Linked DNA regions of Sus scrofa: region 1 is linked to region 2. Evidence: chromatin contacts called from public Hi-C data. All regions are on one chromosome and are shown on one strand. The core of a region is the stretch at or near the end of the contact, and the rest is flanking DNA. Distances in the headings are between cores, read along the strand shown. Region 1 overlaps LOC110261271 (a long non-coding RNA gene). Region 2 overlaps LOC106507571.

What was found. A called contact is a pair of places that touch in the nucleus more often than the background predicts.
Region 1: a contact with region 2 is called in a Hi-C map of embryonic fibroblasts, with 1.9 times the contacts expected there. The contact joins two enhancer-like sites. A contact is called at or near these places in 2 of 47 Hi-C or Micro-C datasets (embryonic fibroblasts and fibroblasts).

What each region holds. Positions count from the first base shown.
Region 1 is chr6:26,327,916-26,332,163 of Sscrofa11.1, reverse strand. All of the region lies in intron 5 of LOC110261271 (a long non-coding RNA gene), which reads right to left. Among named protein-coding and RNA genes, the nearest start is that of CDH11, 460 kb to the right of the region's middle. Within about 2 kb of position 2,548, at least 18 of the 83 cell types and tissues checked have an H3K27ac peak or open chromatin away from gene starts, as enhancers often do. A contact at or near this core is called in embryonic fibroblasts, where this site is marked.
Region 2 is chr6:26,174,125-26,178,343 of Sscrofa11.1, reverse strand. It overlaps LOC106507571, which reads right to left. Exons shown (of 8, transcript XM_021097535.1): 7 at 1,141-1,395. The coding sequence ends at 1,302. Among named protein-coding and RNA genes, the nearest start is that of CDH11, 300 kb to the right of the region's middle. Within about 2 kb of position 2,698, at least 13 of the 83 cell types and tissues checked have an H3K27ac peak or open chromatin away from gene starts, as enhancers often do. A contact at or near this core is called in embryonic fibroblasts, where this site is marked.

The DNA.
Region 1 (4,248 bases), core at 1,299-3,798, 150 kb before region 2:
ATTTGGGTAGCCCTTAAATATTCCTCAAGGTATGGAGCAATTTATCAATGTATATACCTCAAAAGAAGAAAGAAAAGGAAGGGGGATACTAAAGTTTTGTTCATATCTATGGTAACTGGAAGCAGACATGACCATGCAAATGAAACCACCTATCTGATCACACCAGAGGGACGAAGGATTTTGGTTGCTGGTTGGTTGACTCATTTACTTACTGAATGTTCATTGAGCACTTGCTTACTCAGTGTTATGTCAATCATTACTCTAGGCTCAGATCTTTTCCTTACAGAAGTCATCATCCAACAGAGGAAAAAAACATCAAATAGATAATTAAACATTTCACTTACCACAATGGCAAGAGTGCTTCCAAGGAGAAGCACAGATTTGAGGGTAGACATGGCCAACAGAAGGCATCTTTTTTTTTTTTTTTTTTTTTTTTTTCCATTTTTGGCTGACCTGAGGCATATGGAGCTTCTGGCCCTGGGATCAGACCTAAGCTGCAGCTGCGGCAATGCTGGATCTTTAACCCACTGTGCTGGGCTGGGGATCGAACCCACATCCCAGTGCTCCCAAGACACCCATTGCACCACAGTGGGAGCTCCAACAGAAGGCACCTGAGACACCCTGGGCACTGGCAGTGACAGTGGGAAGTTAGATTTTGACCATATTTATGAGGCCTCAAGGATCTACAGTATGCTACCTCTCTGAGGTCTGTGCATGGATATTTACCAGCATAATCACATGAGCCTCACAAACTGAGTGTTTAACCTACCTACTAACACCTAAAACTCAAATGAGTTTGTTTTTTCTTCTCACCATGTAATGCACGATTCTTATGAAAGATCAGTGGGGTCCCTCACTTCCTTTTATTAGCTGTATTTTACTGAATTGTGTGGGGATAAATTATGTGTGGTTGGATTATTCATGAATATGAACATGAATTTTCAAAGTTCTTAAGACATATTTTTTATCTCAGACAATGGCCTACACCACGACTTCCCACCCATCTTTACACATATGATCCTTAGACAGAAAATGGGGGCCTCTCCAAACATACTCACTAGAAGAACATACTAACCCAAGTATGGACTTTTATCCCCATCTCATTACATGAGCTGACACACCCCCCTCCCACTAAGGCCAAAACCAGTGTGAAAAAATTGAGACAGTGATACATCTTTTTTAGACTATGATACAGTAACATTTTAGTTCTAACTTTTTGATGTTTGTTTTGAATTTGTGTCTCCCCAGACCTTTACTCCCCTGTGCTGTCTCTTGTTTAAAAAACAACAACGGAAAGAACGTGAAAAGCAACAACAACAACAAAATAAAGAGTTTCTAGACTCCTCAACAACCCCCAGCTAAGGGCTCATGCCAGTTACTAGGTCCATGGGGGAGCAGCAGAGGCCTGGCTTCTGCCTGTCTTCCCATAATTTACTGATTTACTTTTAATCTGAATCCTGGAATGGGGTAAAAAGTCTAGATTGGGCACCGATGTTAATGCTCTAGAATGCCAAGATTAGAGAGCAAGAGATGGATGGGCATGCAGGAAGTCTAAAATGGTGTGAGTTCAACTCGAATCGGTGAAGGAAGGATAAACACCCTCTGACAGGGATGTCACCTCACAGCACAGACTGTTGGCGCATTTTGGACTCTGTTGGAATACCTTCTGTGATGGCTAATATTATGCGCCGGCTTGGCTGGGCTATGGTGCCCAGTTGTTTGGTTAGACACCAGTTCATATGTTGCTGTGAAGGTACTGCTTTAGATGTTATTAACATTTTTATCAGTAGACTTTAAGCAAAGCAGATTACCCTCCATAAAGCAAGGGGGCCTCATCCAGGAAGTTGAAGGCCTTAAAAGCAAAGACAGATGTTTCCCAGCGAAGAAGGACTTCCCAAGAATGCAAATGAGAAACCCTGCTTGAAAGCCTGCTGCCTTTTGGAATCTGAACGCAAGCCTGCAACATCAGCTCTGACCTGAATCTCCAGCCGGCCCTGTACATTTCAGACTTGCCAGCCACCACATCACAAGAGCCAATTCCTTCGAAGATATCCACGTATATATCTTGGAGAGCGCTGGTTAATCCGACTAAAGCACTGCCTTTTCAGGAAAGGTTTGTTGTGCTTTGCTTTTGTGTGAGATCATGAGAATCTCAGATGGCAGAGCTGGAAGTGGCCTTAGCCCATTTGGCCAGTGGAAGCAAATCTGTGTGAACTGCAGTGATACAGTGACACTCCGCCTCCTGTCACCAGGGCACGTCTTGCTGAGTGACAGTCAGGATCTTCCTAGGCTTTCCTTACAGTTTGAGGGGCTCACCGCAGACCCCATGTCTCCCCTGCTTTGTCTGAACCCCTACTCCTGCCCCTACAAAAATTAGGAATTTAGAGAAGAAGGAAAAGTAAGGTCTCTTCCAGCTCTGCAGTGGTAAAACTTTAACTTTGTTGAACATTGGAATTAAAAGGGCAAAACCTCCACCCCAGACCTCTGCAGCCGCCCTGCGGATTGGCTACAGAAGGGAGCCTGGCGCGAGGTAATTAACCACAGATCGCTAACAGCTCAATGGGAAGGCCTGTGTCCAGGAATTCCTTTTGCCAGAGGTCCTGGGAGCCTTTACCGCAGAGAAACGAGTTTGCAAATAAGCACTTTTCTTTGAAAAGGCCCCTTTCCCTAGTTCCATTAGCTCCCAGCTCAGCTTTCAGCTGCGAGGGCTGTCTTTTTATCTTGAACTTGACATATTCTTCTAGTTTAGCCCAGTCACACGGAGCCCTTTGGCAAGCCACTCTCTCTCCCACTGTGAATTGTTGGGTACCAAGACGGAGAAGAAAGTTCGAAGTCGGCCAACTTTTTCCCCCACAACCCCCTGACTCTGCCTCTCTTTGTGCTCAACAATGGATTTCACAATCTTTGGTTTTCTTTGTCATCAGGAAAGATGTTGGAGTCCAACAAAGGGAGAACAAAAATTCCGGACATGCTGAGAAAATGAAAGTGTGTGTGTGTGTGTGTGTGTGTGTGTGTGTGTGTGTGTGTGTGTAGACTCACTCACCACCCCCCCATGCCACTGACTAGCATTTGCAACCCTCAGGAATGTATGTCATTTGGGGTTGTGTCTTTGGTTCCAGCCATGTTCTTTCCAACTTCCTGCTGGAAAATTTAACCTCTTTTTAGTCTTCAGCGAGGCAAGGAAGCTGAACACCATCTGTATTTGTTCTTAACTGTGACACATCTCTTGAATTCAGTCCCAGCTGCCCACCTCCATCGCCCTGGCCATTTTCCTCTTCCTAGATTAATATTCTTTGTCCTAACTTTGCTCATCGCCTCTCTTCTGCTCCCTCCAAAACCTACTCCTACTGCAGCCAAAGTGATCTTTCTAAAATGTAGATCTGACTGCCTTGTTGCCCATTTCCTGGAGTTTCAAGTCTAAGCTCCTAGCGGGGCAGCCAAGGTGTTCCTGGGGTCCTGGCTGTCCTGGGGTCCTAATCAGCCCCTCAGTTCTCTGATTCAGACAGCCTCCTGCTTTCTCTTCCTCGATCCCTCTTCCGGTCTTTTTCTTTCTCTCTCTCCACCCACCCTCTTATTATTTTTTGCAGCTGTGTTCCTTCCTTGGAATAAGCTTTTTTTAAAGGTAAACTCTGCCCTCCTGCAAATTCCTGGGTCCTGACCTACTCCCGTGATCCCAGATGGAGTGAAGAATTTCTCTGGTTTTCACTGCTTTTCTCCATTCTCGGTGCATCACCCGTATTTGCCCACGTTTCTGGCCAGCCTGAAAGCCCTCTGGGGTGAAGACTTTCTGTCTAGAGCAGATGGCCCTGCTTTGGGCAAGACCCACAGAACATCCTCAGTTAATGCTCTGGATGAACAGGAGGCATAATACAGCATATTGTAGGAGTTAACACCTTCTGGCTCTGTAACTGGATTCATGTGGATTGAATCCTGGCATTCATTGCCTGAGCCTCTGTCTCCTCACCTGTGAAATGGGAGAATCATATCAATGTCAGAGCACCAACGGTGAGAATTCACCGAGACGATGCATACAGAGGACTTCGCAAGTCCCTAACACAGAATAAAACCTCAATATGTACCACCCCTAAGAACCGTGGATGCTGTAGCCCTCCGCCTCTCTCCTCCCTCTTTGTTTAGACTGCCTCCATCTCAGGTCCCCACCGAAGTCATCAACTACAGGGGAAGAAAGAGTTAAGCCTAACTCTGTTCACCGCAAATCCACAGGCACTAAATAAGGCTCCAGCATGC
Region 2 (4,219 bases), core at 1,449-3,948:
GGTTAATTAGAATTCAGAACCTGAGTCAGAGTCACAGAAAAGTGGTTTGGGTCCAAGACGCACCACTGGGTAGTTGTGCGACACCAAGCAAGTCACTTAAAACCTTTGAGCTTCGGTTTCCTTATCTGCTCTGCGGGGGTCTAAGTCATTACTGTCTTATTGACTATATAAATAGTCATTAAAAGGATGCAGTTAATAAAACCCATCTCCTAGTGCTGTCATGGAGATTAAATAAAATACCAGTATAAAGTACCTAGTAAGTAGCCTGGAACACAATAATAGCTCTCACATGGTGGTAAATAAATAAATTTGTCACAAAATTATTAGTCCTTCCTGTGTACACAGCATGGGGAGAGAGAGATAAAGCCACATTTCCTGTCTGGGACAAGTGAACTGAAGGACTGAAAAAATCCAAGAAGAAGCACAGATGCATAGACAGATGCACACACCGTCCCCAGGACATGCATACTCATGAACACACACACACACACACACACACACACACCACCCCACATACACACCCCCCAAACAATACAAACACAAAGTAAATCATAGAGCTGTGATTCACCCACCCGAGCATCTGCAGAGCACTAAGGGCCTTGGAGAATGGAGACAGACTTACAGTGGGGCAAATTATGAGAGGTTTGTGGAGATAGGACCATGACAGGCTGCTTTTACAGTGTCTAGGCATACTGCTCTATTTCTTTCTTTTTTTTTTTTCTTTAAAAAGAAAGGTTGAGTGCCCACTATGTGGCAGGCTCTGTGTTTAGTATTTTGCATTTCCTCTTCACACTCCCCTCCCCCCTCCCCCCCTCCCCCGCTGCCACCTCCAGCTGGCTGGCAGGTGGACATCACTCTTCCCCTTTGACAGATAAGCAAACAGGTCTGGCATGCTTCGGCAATTTGCCTTACATCCACCATGTGCATGTGTATGCCGCCCAGGTGTTGGGGGTGGAGAGTGGGGAGGACAGGAAGTTGTTCTCTTGCACTTGAACCCCAGGGAAGGATCCTGTCATTCTGCCCCATGATTTCCTCTAGAGGTGTGTTAGCAAGCTGAGCTCTGAAACTTCTAATTCACCATCCCCTTCCTTTAAAGAACGTTCCCCCCGAGGAAGGCAGAGAAGATGTAAATGCACATACCAAAATGAGCTTGGAACATCTGAAGCAAAGCTGGGCGAGTTCCAGGGCATCTTGATGAGATGCCGTCTGGGGCCCCGGGGACAGCCGCCTCCTTTAATGACTCCCAGCCCAGCTCAGCTCGAGGCTCCCTCTGCAACGCCCGCGCCTCTCCGCTTCCTTCTTCAGAACATGCCAGCGTTTGGAGGCTCATCTAAGCAATCATGTGTAGGGAAGGTTGCTCTTCTCTCCAAAACCATCCAGAACATGCTCGTGCTTCTGAAAGAGAAGTTCCAGATGTGTCTCTCCTGCAAATAATACATCATGTGAGGCAAGTGATGATGTTCGTCACGTGGACAAAAGAACAACTTACCTGGTCCCCGAGCTGTTCCCCAAACCCATCCACTAGTCATTGTAAGAGATGCAGTGTGTGTGATGCCTGGGATATTTGAGAGCTCTTTAAGCATAGCAATACCCACTAACTCAGATGCCAGACTTCTAGTAACTTAACCAACATTCAGTCCTGAAATTAGATACAAATGAGAAGGGCTTGATTTAGGTAGGAATGGCTTTCAAAAAGCTCCCCCACACTCACATACATTTTAGCACTCAAAGGGCTCTAACTTGTTACAGGTTTCTAATAAACCCTCATATGGGCTCCAGCCTATAACAGACAATTAGAAAGATGCCATACAGAGTTTTTGTCGTGGCACAGAAGAAACGAATCTGACCAGGAACCATGAGGTTGCGGGTTTGATCCCTGGCCTCCTCAGTGGGTTGAGGATCCAGTGTGACCATGAGCTGTGGTGTAGGTTGCAGACGTGGCTCAGATGTGGCATTGCTGTGTGCTGTGGCAGCTACAGCTCCGATTAGACCCCTAGCCTGGGAACCTCCATATGCCAGGAGTGCGGCCCTAAAAACAAACAAACAAACAAGCTGCCATATACTGCTTGGCCCAGGGAGGGTGATGAGGTAGATCACTTGCTGGTTCAGAGAAGGATCCATATTCAAAGAAGCAGGAACCCTGCTCTGCACAACAATCCCACAGGCGACCAGCAGTAAAGAAAGAAGCAAGTGACAGCCTCGAGTAGGGAAACTCTGCAATTTCTGTTAACACTGGCAGAAGAGAGAACCAGTAGGTGAAGGAGTGAGGTAGATGCCATCCTGGCTGCATCCCACAGGTCCTGGAACAGCAGCTCTGACTCAGAAAGTGAGATCCATTTCCTGCGAGGCTGTGGTCTAGAATGGAATTATCAGGAAAGACAAGCCACCAAGGAAGACAAAGGCAGATTGCCCTCCACGTACAACAAACAGGAGCTTCCCCCAAGGCCATTTAACGTTTTCTCGGCAGAGGGATGCAAGCCAGTCCACATCTCCATGACCATGAACTGGAACGATATCTCTGCACTTGGATGACAGTAGCTGCATAGTAGGTCTACACACAGCAGTCAGAGCGGGGGACCAGGGCTTCCTTTTGGTTACTCAGGTCTCTGGATTCTTAGAACCTCTGTGGTATGTCTGAGTACTCCTCTTAGACGGCGTGAGCCTCCGTCCCCGGCCATGGGTAAGAGATCCGGACATTCCATTTGTTTATTTTTGTTGCTGTTGGCAACAAAGATAGTCTGAATCTTGGCAAAGGCAGGCTGCCCAGAGCCCCAGGGGGATAGAGTTGAGCACTGAGAGAAAAAGAGAAACAGACAACTGTGCGTCTGTGCTCAGCCCAGGGAATGCGATTCTAACTTCAGAGCTTGGGACCAGAGCTCCTTAAAATTCTACATTTTAGGTTCAGGTAGTCCACGGCTGCCTAATTCAGACACCTCCAGGTGGGAGAAACCTCTGCTACCAATTCAAGGAAAAACTGAGTTTCCCTCAAAAAATGGTTTCTTCTTTTCTACTGTCTCCCCAACCCCTCTTCCTGTTGTGTTATAGCAACTGAGAATCACATAAGCGACAAGGTCTCCTGCTTTGTTTTGGCCACTGCGAAGCTTAAGTAAAAATCTGGCCAATGTTCAGTGTGCAACGCTCATACAGTGACTGCCGCTTTTGTCTGAGTACCATCCCTTTTCCTTACACGAAAACAGACCCACCCAAGAATAGAGGCTTCAGAATGAGACTGGTTTGATTAACATACAAATCCCCCTAGCAGAGTTCCCCTTGTTGCTCAGAGGGTTAAGGACCCCATGTTATCTGAGGATGAGAGTTCCATGCCTGGCCTCACTCAGTGCGCTAAGGATTTGGTGTTGCTGTGGCTGTGGCATAGGCTGGCAACTATATCTCTGATTTAGCCCCTGTCTGGGGAACTTCCATGCTTTATCAAAAAAGAAAAAAAAAAAAAAAAAGAAAAAAGAAACAAAAGAGAAAATCCCCCTAGCAAGAGAGCTTTGCCCAGGTATGTCATGTAAGCCAAGCTACTTCACCCCAGTTACACAGGGCATAGAAAAACAGAGATGAGGAGTTCCCGTGGTGGCGCAGTGGTTAACGAATCCGACTAGGAACCATGAAGTTGCGGGTTCGGTCCCTGCCCTTGCTCAGTGGGTTGACAATCCGGCGTTGCCGTGAGCTGTGGTGTAGGTTGCAGACGCGGCTTGGATCCCGCGTTGCTGTGGCTCTGGCGTAGGCCGGTGGCTACAGCTCCGATTCGACCCCTAGCCTGGGAACCTCCACATGCTGGGGGAGCGGCCCAAGAAATAGCAACAACAACAACAACAACAAAAAGACAAAAAAAAAAAAAAAAAAAGAAAAAGAAAAACAGAGATGAAACACCTACAGAGAGGGTCCTGTCAGTGCTCAGGAGCTAATTCTGGCCAGCCTCAAGGCCACTTCCACATTCCTCACTACTGCAGGATTTTATAACGCCGCAATTATTTCCCTGTTCGTCCAAGGAACTCAAGGCTAGATCTCTGGCACCTGCAACCAGAACATGAAGACAGGCTCTGCCTGGGGGGTGTTTTCCTGGCTTCTGTATTTTCCCTTCATCTTGATTCCTTCTATTATTTGCTCTTTTCCTTTTGTATCACATGTAATTTTCCAAACTGCCTCAAATTCTTTGTGAGGAGTGGCAGAGTATAAACATGTACGTGGTATCAAATAATTTCAAATACGG